Linked DNA regions of Sus scrofa: region 2 is linked to region 1. A link is a contact called in public targeted proximity ligation data. All regions are on one chromosome and are shown on one strand. The core of a region is the stretch at or near the end of the contact, and the rest is flanking DNA. Distances in the headings are between cores, read along the strand shown. Region 1 overlaps PMF1 (polyamine modulated factor 1). Region 2 overlaps RAB25 (ras-related protein Rab-25).

Region 1 (5,155 bases), core at 1,244-3,743:
GACCTGTCTTTTACAATTTACTATTAGAATTCCCACTTGGTGTCCCACAGAACCATCAAGTTCAGCAAAACAGGATTTCTCCTCACTGTGTGGTTTCTAACTTGGTCGAAGATGCCACCATCTACCCATTCTCTAGGCCAGAGATTTAGGGGTCTTCACTGGCCCCTTTCAGTCATCTACTAAGCCCAGTTGCTTCCAGCCTCTCTCCCCAGTCTCCTCTCCATCCTTGTGCACATGCTTTAGTTCAGGCCCTCACCATCTCTCACTGGATTGTTGTACCAGCCTCAGTCTTGCCCCCTCCCTCCAGTCTACAGCTCAGATTTGAATATGTCCTTCTCCTGCTTTAAAAGTGGTCTTATTGGTTCAGGGTTGCTTCCAGAATCAAATGTCAGCTCCTTAGCTTAGTGTATAAGCCCATTCACTCCTTGGCCTCTCCTGTCTCTCCAGCCATGGTCAGGGCCAAGAGTGTGCATGTAGCATATGCATACTTGTATGCAAACACACACATGCACATAAAGTCTTCTGCACTGAGTGCTGCCACTGTCCCCCTACTCTTGGCACCTGCTCTTTCTATTTACTGCTCTTGTTTAGAACATCCTTCCCCTCATTTGGTTAAATAGGAACTTACAGCTGATTTCCACATAGAAAGAGCTCAGTAAGTGTCATTTATGAATACAGACTTTTAAGATGTGTGCAAATACTTGACCCTCTCCCAACTCATTAAGTTAAAAATTCTCAATCCCAAAGACCAAGTACTTATACTGGAGACAGGAATCTCTACATAATGAAAGCTGGTTTATTCACATGTCAGTTATCTAAAGGAATATTTTATTTATTTATTTTTTGTCTTTTTGTCTTTATAGGGCCACATTGGCGGCATATGGAGGTTCCTAGGCTAGGGGCTTAATCTGAGGTGTAGCTGCTGGCTTTCACCATAGCTCATGGCAATGCTAGATCCTTAACCCACTGAGTGGGGCCAGGGATCAAACCCGAAACCTGATGGTTCCCAGTCAGACTCGTTTCCGATGCGCCATGGCGGGAACTCCCCAAAGGAATATTTTAAACCTCAGGTTGAATTTCCCTACAACTAAGCATATTTTCTTTTCTTTTTTTCTGCTTTTTAGGGCCTCACCCGAACCATATGGAAGTTCCCCGGCTAGGGGTCGAATTGGAGCTACAGCCAGCCTATGCCACAGCCACAGCAATGTGGGATCCAAGCTGTGTCTGCGAACTACACCACTGTTCATGGCATCACGGGATCCCCAATCCACTGAGCGAGGCCAGGGATCAAACCCGCATCCTCATGGATACTAGTCAGATTCATTTTCACTGTGCCACAGTGGGAATTCCAGTTTTTTTCATGTACATATTAGTTTGATTAGGGGGGCAAATTTGATGCACTCCAGAGTGAATGGAAGATTATTGGCTTCACCAGGCTACCAGATATCATGAACCCATGCCCTTGCCTTTAGTTAGGGGGTCTTCCTTTCATTAGATTGGCTAAGGCAAAGACCTCTGAATCTGCCCTCTCTCAGGCTTCAGAATGTTGACATGTGGTCCTATTAGAGCCTACCATTTGCGATCTCTCCCTTGACCTCTGAATATGAAGGATTCTTTTCTGTCCTCACAGCCTCCTGGACTTTCTAAGAAACAGCTATTCTCCTATTTAGCTAAAGCAAGCAGATGAGGCTTGCTATGTTTTGCTACAAACTGAGACCTACCAAGAGAGGCAGTTAGTTAGAGGTGGTGTTGGTGGGGCCCTGGTTGAAGTTAGCACTGTTTGGAGGAAAGTTTACTCTGCCACAGGCACCCTGGCACCTGGCAGCTGTGCCACATGGTGTCAGTCCCAGGGTCGAGGTGGGGGCTGTGGAAGCAAGAGGTGGTTGACCCTTAAGTTCTTAGATGCCAGACTGGTCCAATGCCTGGCCTGGTCCACTTTTTGAGCCTGAGAGGTGCTACAGAGTGTGATTTATATAAACTGACTTAAAGCCTACAATCTGACAATGACCAAGGAAGGAGAGCTAGTTGCATTTGTATGCGAACTGGTAAGAGTTAAACTAGTGGCTGAGGTTGTTGGTATTCATAGGAGACAGTTCTTCACAGGAAAAAGAGTGGTTTTATACATAAAGTATTCTGATTAAATAAGTGCTTTAGGAGTTCTTGTTATGGCTCAGCGGAAATGAATCTGACTAGCATCCCTGAGGTTGTAGGATCGATCTCTGGCCTCGTTCAGTGGGTTAAGGATCCGGCGTTGCTGTGAGTCGTGCAGACGTGGCTCAGATCCTTAGTTGCTGTGGCTGTGGTGTAGGCCAGCAGCTTAGCTCCGATTTGATCCCTAGCCTGGAAATCTCCGTATGCTATGAGTGTGGCCCTAAAAAAAGAAAAAAAAATGCTTCAGAAATATCTCACCCTCTTTGTATGAGCAGATGATGCATGCTAGTGGCAGTGGTTAGTTTCTAAAGTGTGGGTATGACTCATCAGACTGTGGTGTGCGGCTTCAGCCCCATCATGCTGATTCTCTCTTCTTTGCATGTTTCCAGGCCATCCACCTTGCTCTGTCCCCACAGAGTCTGCCTTGCTCAAATCAGCCATTATCTCAGCCATGCCTCCCGAATCTACCCTCACACAGCAGCCTGAGGGAACTTCTAAAGTACAAATCGGAAGTTCCCATCATGGCACAGCGGAAAAAAATCAGACTAGGAACCATGAGGTTGCGGGTTCGATCCCTTGCCTTGCTCAGCAGGCTAAGGATCCGGCGTTGCTGTGAGCCTCGGTGTAGGTCGCAGACTTGGCTCAGATCTGGCGCTATCGTGGCTGTGGCCTAGGCCGGTAGCAACAGCTCCAATTAGACCCCTAGCCTGGGAACCTCCATATGCTGCGGGTGCAGCCCTAGAAAGACAAAAGGCAAAAAAATACAAGTGGATCATATCCCACCCCTGCTTAACACCCTTTCTAGCTCTTCCCAGCAGGATACAGTGCAGACTCTGTGTGCCTGGCCCTTCTCTGCCTGGCCCACCAGACTTCGGACTGTGTGTCTTGGATGATAGGGACACGTGATCCAGTTCATATGGCTCCACCATGCCCCAGCTGTGTGACCTTGGGCAAGCTTCTCTCTGCCTCAGTGTCTGCATCTGAAAAATGGGCATGGTGCTCATAGACCCTATTCCAAAGAGGTATTGTGAGGACTAAATGAGTTATTCCACATGGAGTGCTTAGTAGAGTGCCTGGTTCTAGTCAGTGCCCAGGACACATTTCCTGTTATTATGTCTTCACGGGTACAGTGTACAGGGATATATGTACACTTTACTCTTGGCTACACTGCTGGGGCCTTCTGTCCTCTGACTGACTGTGACAGTCTTGGGTCTCAGGTGGTGTTTCCTCTAGGGAGTCTTCCTGGAGCTCCCTTCTAAGCCCCCCATGCTGTCCCATCCTCATTTTGGTCTGTCTTTCCTTCTAAACTGTATGCCCTTTGAGGGTGGGATTGTACTCTTATCTTTGAGTTTGTGCCACTGAGTTCAACCTGGCAAATGGTCAGTGCTCAGTGTTTGTCAAGTGAATAAATGAATACAGTTACCTGATGGTATTTTTTTATCTTCATGCTAATATTTATCAAATCAGAAGCTTTTCCTTTTTTTAATAGAAAAAGTATTCTAATTTTAGATTCTCACTATTAACTTCCTAGTGGTTTCCAAAAGAATCCAAGCAATAAAAGGTTAAAATAAGCCCCAGAGACCTAATAACCTAAAGACATAACTAAGATTAATTTTTTAAAAATAACTTTAATTTTTAAATTTTTAAAAGATAACTTTTTTCTTTTTATAGCTGCACCTGTGGCCTGTGGAAGTTCCCAGGCTAAGGGTCAAATCGGAGCCACAGTTGCCAGCCTGTACAACAGCCATAGCAACTCAGGATCTGAGCCACATCTACAACCTACACCACAGCTTGTGGCAACACCAGATCCTCAACCTACTGAGTAGAGCCAGGGATTGAACCCACATCCTCATGGATACTAGTCGGGTTTGTTTCCACTGAGCCACAATGGGAACTCCAGCATGTATCTGTTTGTTTGTTTTTCTTTTTTTTATTACTCAATAAATTGTAATACATTTATAGTTGTACAGTGATCATCACAACTCAGTTTTATAGCATCCTGCATGTATCTTTTTTTAGTTACTCAATGAATTTTATTACATTTATGGTTGTACAACAATCATCACAACCAAATTTTATAGCATTTCCATCCCAAACCCTCAGTGCATCCCCCCGCCCCCCAACCTGTCTCATTTGAAAACCATAAGTTTTTCAAAGTCTCTGAGTCGGTATCTGTTCTGCAAAGAAGTTCATTGTGTCCTTTTTTTAAGATTCCACATGTAAGTGATAGCATTTGATGTTGGTGTCTCATTGTCTGACTGACTTCACTTAGTATGATAATTTCTAGGTCCATCCATGTTGCTGCAAATGCCGTTATTTCTTTCTTTTTAATGGCTGAGTAACTGCATGTATCTTTTGAATTACACTTTTCTTCATATATATGCCTAGAAATAGGATTGTTGGATCGTATGGAAACTCTGTACTTAGTTTTTCTTTTCTTTTTTTCTTTTTCGGCCACACCCATGGCATACGAAAATTCCTGAGCCAGGGATCAAATCTGAGCTGTAGCTGTGGCAACACTGAATCCTTAACTCACTGCGCTGGGCTTGGGCTGGAACCTGAGCCTCCACAGAGACATCACTGGATCATTAACTCATTGCACCACAGCAGGAACTCCTGTCTTTAGTTTCTTAAGGAACCTCCATACTGTTCTCCATAGAGAAGACTGCACCAGTTTCCATTCCCACCAACAGTGTAGGAGGGTTGTCTTTTCTCCATACCCTCTTGAGCATTTTTTATTTGTAGGCTTTTTAATGATGGCCATTCAGACCAGTGTGAGGTAATACCTCATTGTAGTTTTGATTTGCATTTCTCTAATAATTAGCTATGTTGAGCATCTTTTCGTGTGCCATGGGCCATCTGTATGTTGTCTTTGGAGAAATGTCTATTTAGATCTTTTGGCCATTTTTTGGGGTTTTTTTTGGGGGGAGGTTGTCTTTTTAGGGCCACACCCACGGCATATGGAGGTTCCCAGCCCAGGGGTCTAATCGGAGCTGTAGCTACT
Region 2 (5,349 bases), core at 2,140-4,639, 140 kb before region 1:
TGGGGTCATCTGGATCCTAACATCTCACACACATACTTCCAAACCTTTCCCCCCACCCACAGACATGTCACCTGCCAAATTTCCTCCTCACCCACATATCTATTCACAACTCTGCTTCCCATGCAAACATACACAAACCTGGAGTTCCCATCATGGCACAGTGGTTAAAGATTCCGACCAGAGGAGTTCCCGTCGTGGAGCAGTGGTTAACGAATCCGATTAGGAACCATGAGGTTGTGGGTTTGATCCCTGGCCTTGCTCAGTGGGCTAAGGATCTGGCGTTGCCGTGAGCTGTGGTGTAGGTTGCAGACACGGCTCAGATTCCGTGTTGCTGTGGCTCTGGTGGAGGCTGGTGGCTACAGATCTGATTAGACCCCTAGCCTGGGAACCTCCATATGCCGCGGGAGCGGCCCTAGAAAAGGCAAAAAGACAAAAAAAAAAAACAAAAAACAAAAAAAAACAAAAACCACAAACCTTCCCCCGTCCTTCCAGCTCACAGAGAGACACATCCTCACACCCCCTCACCCAGAAATATATACCCTCCCCCCTACCTCCCCTGTAACCTCACAACCCCTGAACCCCAATACTGGCAAACAGCCCACAGATGTCACTCCATCACCCGATTTGCGGGCTGCCTCTGACTCTCAAGCCTAGAACCCTTAAAGCCCCTCAGCCTGTTTCACACTCTCAGCCCTTCTCCCCCGGGGGATCGATGCATTATGTAGCATTGCAGACACTGGTCTCTGCCAGGAGACCTGGCCCCCTTTTCAGTTTCCTGAGCTTAGCTCCCCTTTTCTAATGTGCAGGCCTCCCAGCTCAGTCTTTATCTCTCCACTCCTTCAGTGGTGCTGATCGGCGAGTCAGGCGTGGGGAAGACCAATCTGCTATCCCGATTCACTCGCAATGAGTTCAGCCACGACAGCCGCACCACCATCGGGGTTGAGTTTTCCACCCGCACGGTCATGCTGGGCACCGCCGCTGTCAAGGCTCAGATCTGGGACACGGCTGGCCTGGAGCGATACCGAGCCATCACCTCGGCGTGAGCCCGGGGCTGGGGAACTGCTGGGGTGTGGGGGTGCTGGGGAAGTCAGGGCACGTCTCTGGAGGAGAGGAGGAGGAGGAGGCGAGGGCACCCAGCAGGGTGCTCCCTGGATGGGATCACAGGCTGCCGTGGCCTGGGTAAGGACACACAAGTTCTGTGAGCCACGAACAGTCTGAGATGGGATGTAGTGATACTGACGGCTTGAACTAAAAATAAGAGTCATTGCCACCACTTCCTTAAGCCTTTGCTATGTACCTTCCTGGATACAAGGCACTTTACATTGGGCATTTTATGTAATTCTCAAAATACCATAGGAATAAGGTGTTACCATTAACCCTCTTTAAATAGAAGTTTGAGTCTCAAGCAGGTGAAATCGGTGCAGCTAGGATGGGGGCAGTTTCTGGGATCGGGGGCGCCCCTTCATTCTGCACAGTGCTTTGCACTTGATAGCCTTCACTAACCACAAGGTGAAGGGCTGGACCCCTGAGCTGCATTTTACAAAGACTCAGAGGACACTGAGGAACTCAGGCCTCCTGACACCAATCCAGAGAGTCTCCCAGACAGTGTCAGGCCAAAGGTGGTGTGTGTGTGTGTGTGTGTGTGTGTGTGTGTGTGTGTGTGTGTGTGTGTGTGTGTGTGTGTGTAGTGGGCGACAGCACCTGCCAGTGGGCAGGAAGCAGGAGTCAGGGGCTTTGTTTATACCTACTCATAACTCTTGGACTGGTCACCTGACTCTTACGAGCCTCAGTTGACTCATCAACAAAATGGGAGTAAGTAGGTACCACCCACCTGCAGAAGCTCTATCTAATTCCAAGAGTGAGACTGGATGCTTGCAAGGATGCCTCAGCCAGGGACTGCTATTTGAGGAGGCATTCAGCTAGTCCTAGAAAGATGGCCATAAGAGAGAAGGTGGCACTGTAGGTCAAGGAGCTGTATGAGGACGATCAAGAGGCCGACTTGACCAGTGACCCAGTATGCACTGGTAGATAGCAGAGGCTAAATCCTGAGCAAGGACCTCAGGAAGTGGAGGAGCCAGGAAGGAGGAGGGAGCCAATGGTTTTGGAGAAGGGAGGTGAGGCTTCAAAGGCGCCACGGCCAGGATCCCTGAAGGGCACCCAGCATCAGACACCAGAGCTTTGGGCTCTCCTGTGTGGTTTGGTCTCGTCTCTGGACTCAGTCTTCATATTTCCCCATCTCTGACTTTTGACTTCAGGGCTCAGCTCTGAGCCTGGGCTCACTGGCCCTGACCTTACCTCTGTCCACCCCACTACCCCACCCAGGTACTATCGTGGTGCAGTGGGGGCCCTACTGGTGTTTGACCTAACCAAGCACCAGACCTATGCCGTGGTGGAGCGCTGGCTGAAGGAGCTCTATGACCATGCTGAGGCCACTATCGTCGTCATGCTCGTGGGTAACAAGAGTGACCTCAGCCAGGCCCGGGAGGTGCCTACGGACGAGGCCCGCATGTTCGCTGGTGAGAGCCCACCAGGACCCAGTGTGACCCCTCCAACTGCTGCCAGTGCCATTCCAGCTCCCACCTCCCCAACCCCTTGGTCTCTCCCTAGAGCCCTGGCCTAGACTTCCTCCACAGGGTCCCCTGCCTCCATCATCTATTCCTCAGAATCTCCTAGCCCTCTCCCTCTGTGACCCTGTGTCCCTCATTATGTCTCACGGCTTGCCCTGAGCTTGTCTTTATGGGCAATTATTATTTATTTATTTATTTATTTATTTATTTGTTTTGGCTTTTGGCTTTTTTTAGGGGCCATACCCGCGGCATATGGAGGTTCCCAAGCTAGGGGTCTAATCAGAGCTGTGGCTACTGGCCTATACCACAGCCATAGCCACATCAGATCTGAGCTGCGTCTGTGACCTACACCACAGCTCACAGCCATACCAGATCCTTAACCCACTGAGCAACACCAGGAATCAACCCGCAACCTCATGGTTCCTAGTAGGATTCATTTCTGCTGCACCAAGACGGGAACTCCTATTATTATTTTTTATGGCCATGCCCAAAGGATGTGGAAGTTCCCAGGCCAAGGATCCAACCTGCACCGCAGTGATAACCAGAGCCACAGGCGTGACAACACCGGATAAAGATCAGCTGAGCCACCAGGGAACTCCTGTGAGCAATTATTCAGAGTTGGTTTCAAGACAGCCCACACTGCAATGCTCAGAGATGCCAAGTATAGCAGGTGGACTCCCCTTGACCATCTCCAGCCACCTTCCCCAAGAGTTTTCTGGGGTTTAGAGACAGCAAGACACAGAGGTTAAGGGTATAGGCTGTGGAGTCCAGAGGCCCAGCGTCACATCTCTTGGCCAGCGACACCAGTGCAAGTTCTTTATTCATTCTGTTTCTGGGCTTCAGTTTCCTCTTTGATAAGAAAGGGAAGTATGGAGTTCCCGTTGGGGCTCAGTGGTTAACGAATCCGACTAGGAACCATGAGGTTGTGCATTCAATCCCTGGCCTTGCTCCGTGGGTTAAGGATCCGGCGTTGCCGTGAGCTGTGGTGTAGATTGCAGACTCGGCTCAGATCCCACATTGCTGTGGCTCTGGTGTAGGCCAGCGGCTACAGCTCTGATTAGACCCCTAGCCTGGGAACCTCCATATGCCGCGGGTGCGGCCCTAGAAAAAAAGACAAAAAAAAAAAAAAAAAAAAGAAAGGGAAGTAGTCAAACCTACCTCACAGGTTATTTATTTACTTATTTATTTTTATTTATTTTTTTAGGGCCGCACCTGCAGCATATGGAAGTTCGCAAGCTAGGGAGTCAAATCGTAACTGCAGCTGCTGGCCTACCCCACAGCCACAGCAACACAGGATCTGAGCCATGTCTGCGACCTTGCGGCAATGCCGGATCCTTAACCTACTGAGCAAGGCCAGGGATTGAACACGCATCTTCATGGTTCCTAGTCAGGTTCATTACTGCTGAGCCACAATGGGAACTCCTGTTTTAGGTTTTAGATAAGCTACACATGCTAAGGATTCAGTGCATAGCAAATGTAGATAGTAAACACGGCATTCCTGTTTGTGACTCAGTGGATTACAAATCAGACTAGTGTCCATGAGGATGTGGGTTTGATCCCTGGCCTCACTCAGTGAGTTAAGGATCTAACGTTGCCATGAGCTGTGGTCGAAGACGAGGCTCGGATGTGGCGTTGCTGTGGCTGTGGGGTAGGCCCGCAGCTGCAGCTCTGATATGACCCACAGCCTGGGAACCTCCATAGGCCACATGTGCAGCCCTAAAAAGCAATTTTAAAAATATGTACATAGTAAACATGAAGTAAATATTATTATTGCCTTTGCCCTTTGCAACTAACAGTGTGCTTCCTTTCCTACCAGAAAACAATGGGCTGCTATTCCTGGAGACCTCAGCCCTGGATTCCACCAATGTTGAGCTGGCCTTTGAGACTGTCCTCAAAGGTTAGAGCCCCTGCCTCCATTTGGCACCCCAACCCCAACCCTGAGACCTCTGTGGGCAGTGTTAAGAACGCAGACACCCAGCCCTCCCCGACCCCAGCTAACTCCTCAGCGTCTCTGTGGACCCCCAGCCTCCTCAGAGCCTCCCAAGTATGTCCCCACCCTCCTCAGCTGGTGCTTGGGGAAGGAACCAGAAGGACACCCTTGCCAGGGAGCTGAGTCTTAGCCTTTCTCCACTTGAGTAATTAGAAGGGACCCAGGTACCAAACTCTTCTTCCTTCCAGCAACCCCCCTGGGGTTTAGAAAGGGGCACGTGGTGTGTGTTCGGGGGAGGATGGGCTTTACATCTTTGTCCGACCTCATCACTGTCCTCTGCCCTCAGAGATCTTTGCAAAGGTGTCCAAGCAGAGGCAGAACAGCAGCCGGACCAATGCCATCACCCTGGGCAGTGCCCAGCCTGGGCAGGAGCCGGGCCCTGGTGAGAAGAGGGCCTGTTGCATCAGCCTCTGACCTCATCTAGCACCGACCCTGTGCCACCGGCTCTCTGGTTAACAGCACCTCTCAACCCCCAGCTCCGGGAGCTTTCCTTGCCCTGTGGTTCCGGATGACAGAGTGGCCAGTTCCCCTGTTCACAGTCCTTCTGAGCTCTAAGATCTTTACACCCCCCCACCTCCACCCCCACCCCCACATATCTTTATTATCATTCATCCCCTCACAGACTAGGGTCTTCGAATAAAGCTGTATTTTGTATCAATGCCTCCCCATGCCCCCCTTCATCTGCAGCCCCTCCTCTGAGTCCCCGTTCCCAGCCCCCCTCCCTCCATCCTCTCACTGTACCCACTACCCCCCAGGGCCAGCTGCCTCTGGAGTCCTATGGTCTGGGGACAG

What was found.
Region 2: a targeted proximity ligation map of alveolar macrophages shows a contact between it and region 1. A contact is called at or near these places in 4 of 47 Hi-C or Micro-C datasets (blood, epiblast stem cells and liver) and 1 of 2 datasets of targeted methods (alveolar macrophages).

Annotation. Positions count from the first base shown.
Region 1 is chr4:93,824,344-93,829,498 of Sscrofa11.1, reverse strand. The region is part of intron 1 of PMF1 (polyamine modulated factor 1); the gene reads left to right. Among named protein-coding and RNA genes, the nearest start is that of PMF1, 9.9 kb to the left of the region's middle.
Region 2 is chr4:93,961,006-93,966,354 of Sscrofa11.1, reverse strand. RAB25 (ras-related protein Rab-25) reads left to right here. Exons shown (of 5, transcript XM_001928357.5): 2 at 844-1,039; 3 at 2,323-2,516; 4 at 4,384-4,464; 5 at 4,844-5,219. The coding sequence ends at 4,971. Among named protein-coding and RNA genes, the nearest start is that of RAB25, 7.1 kb to the left of the region's middle.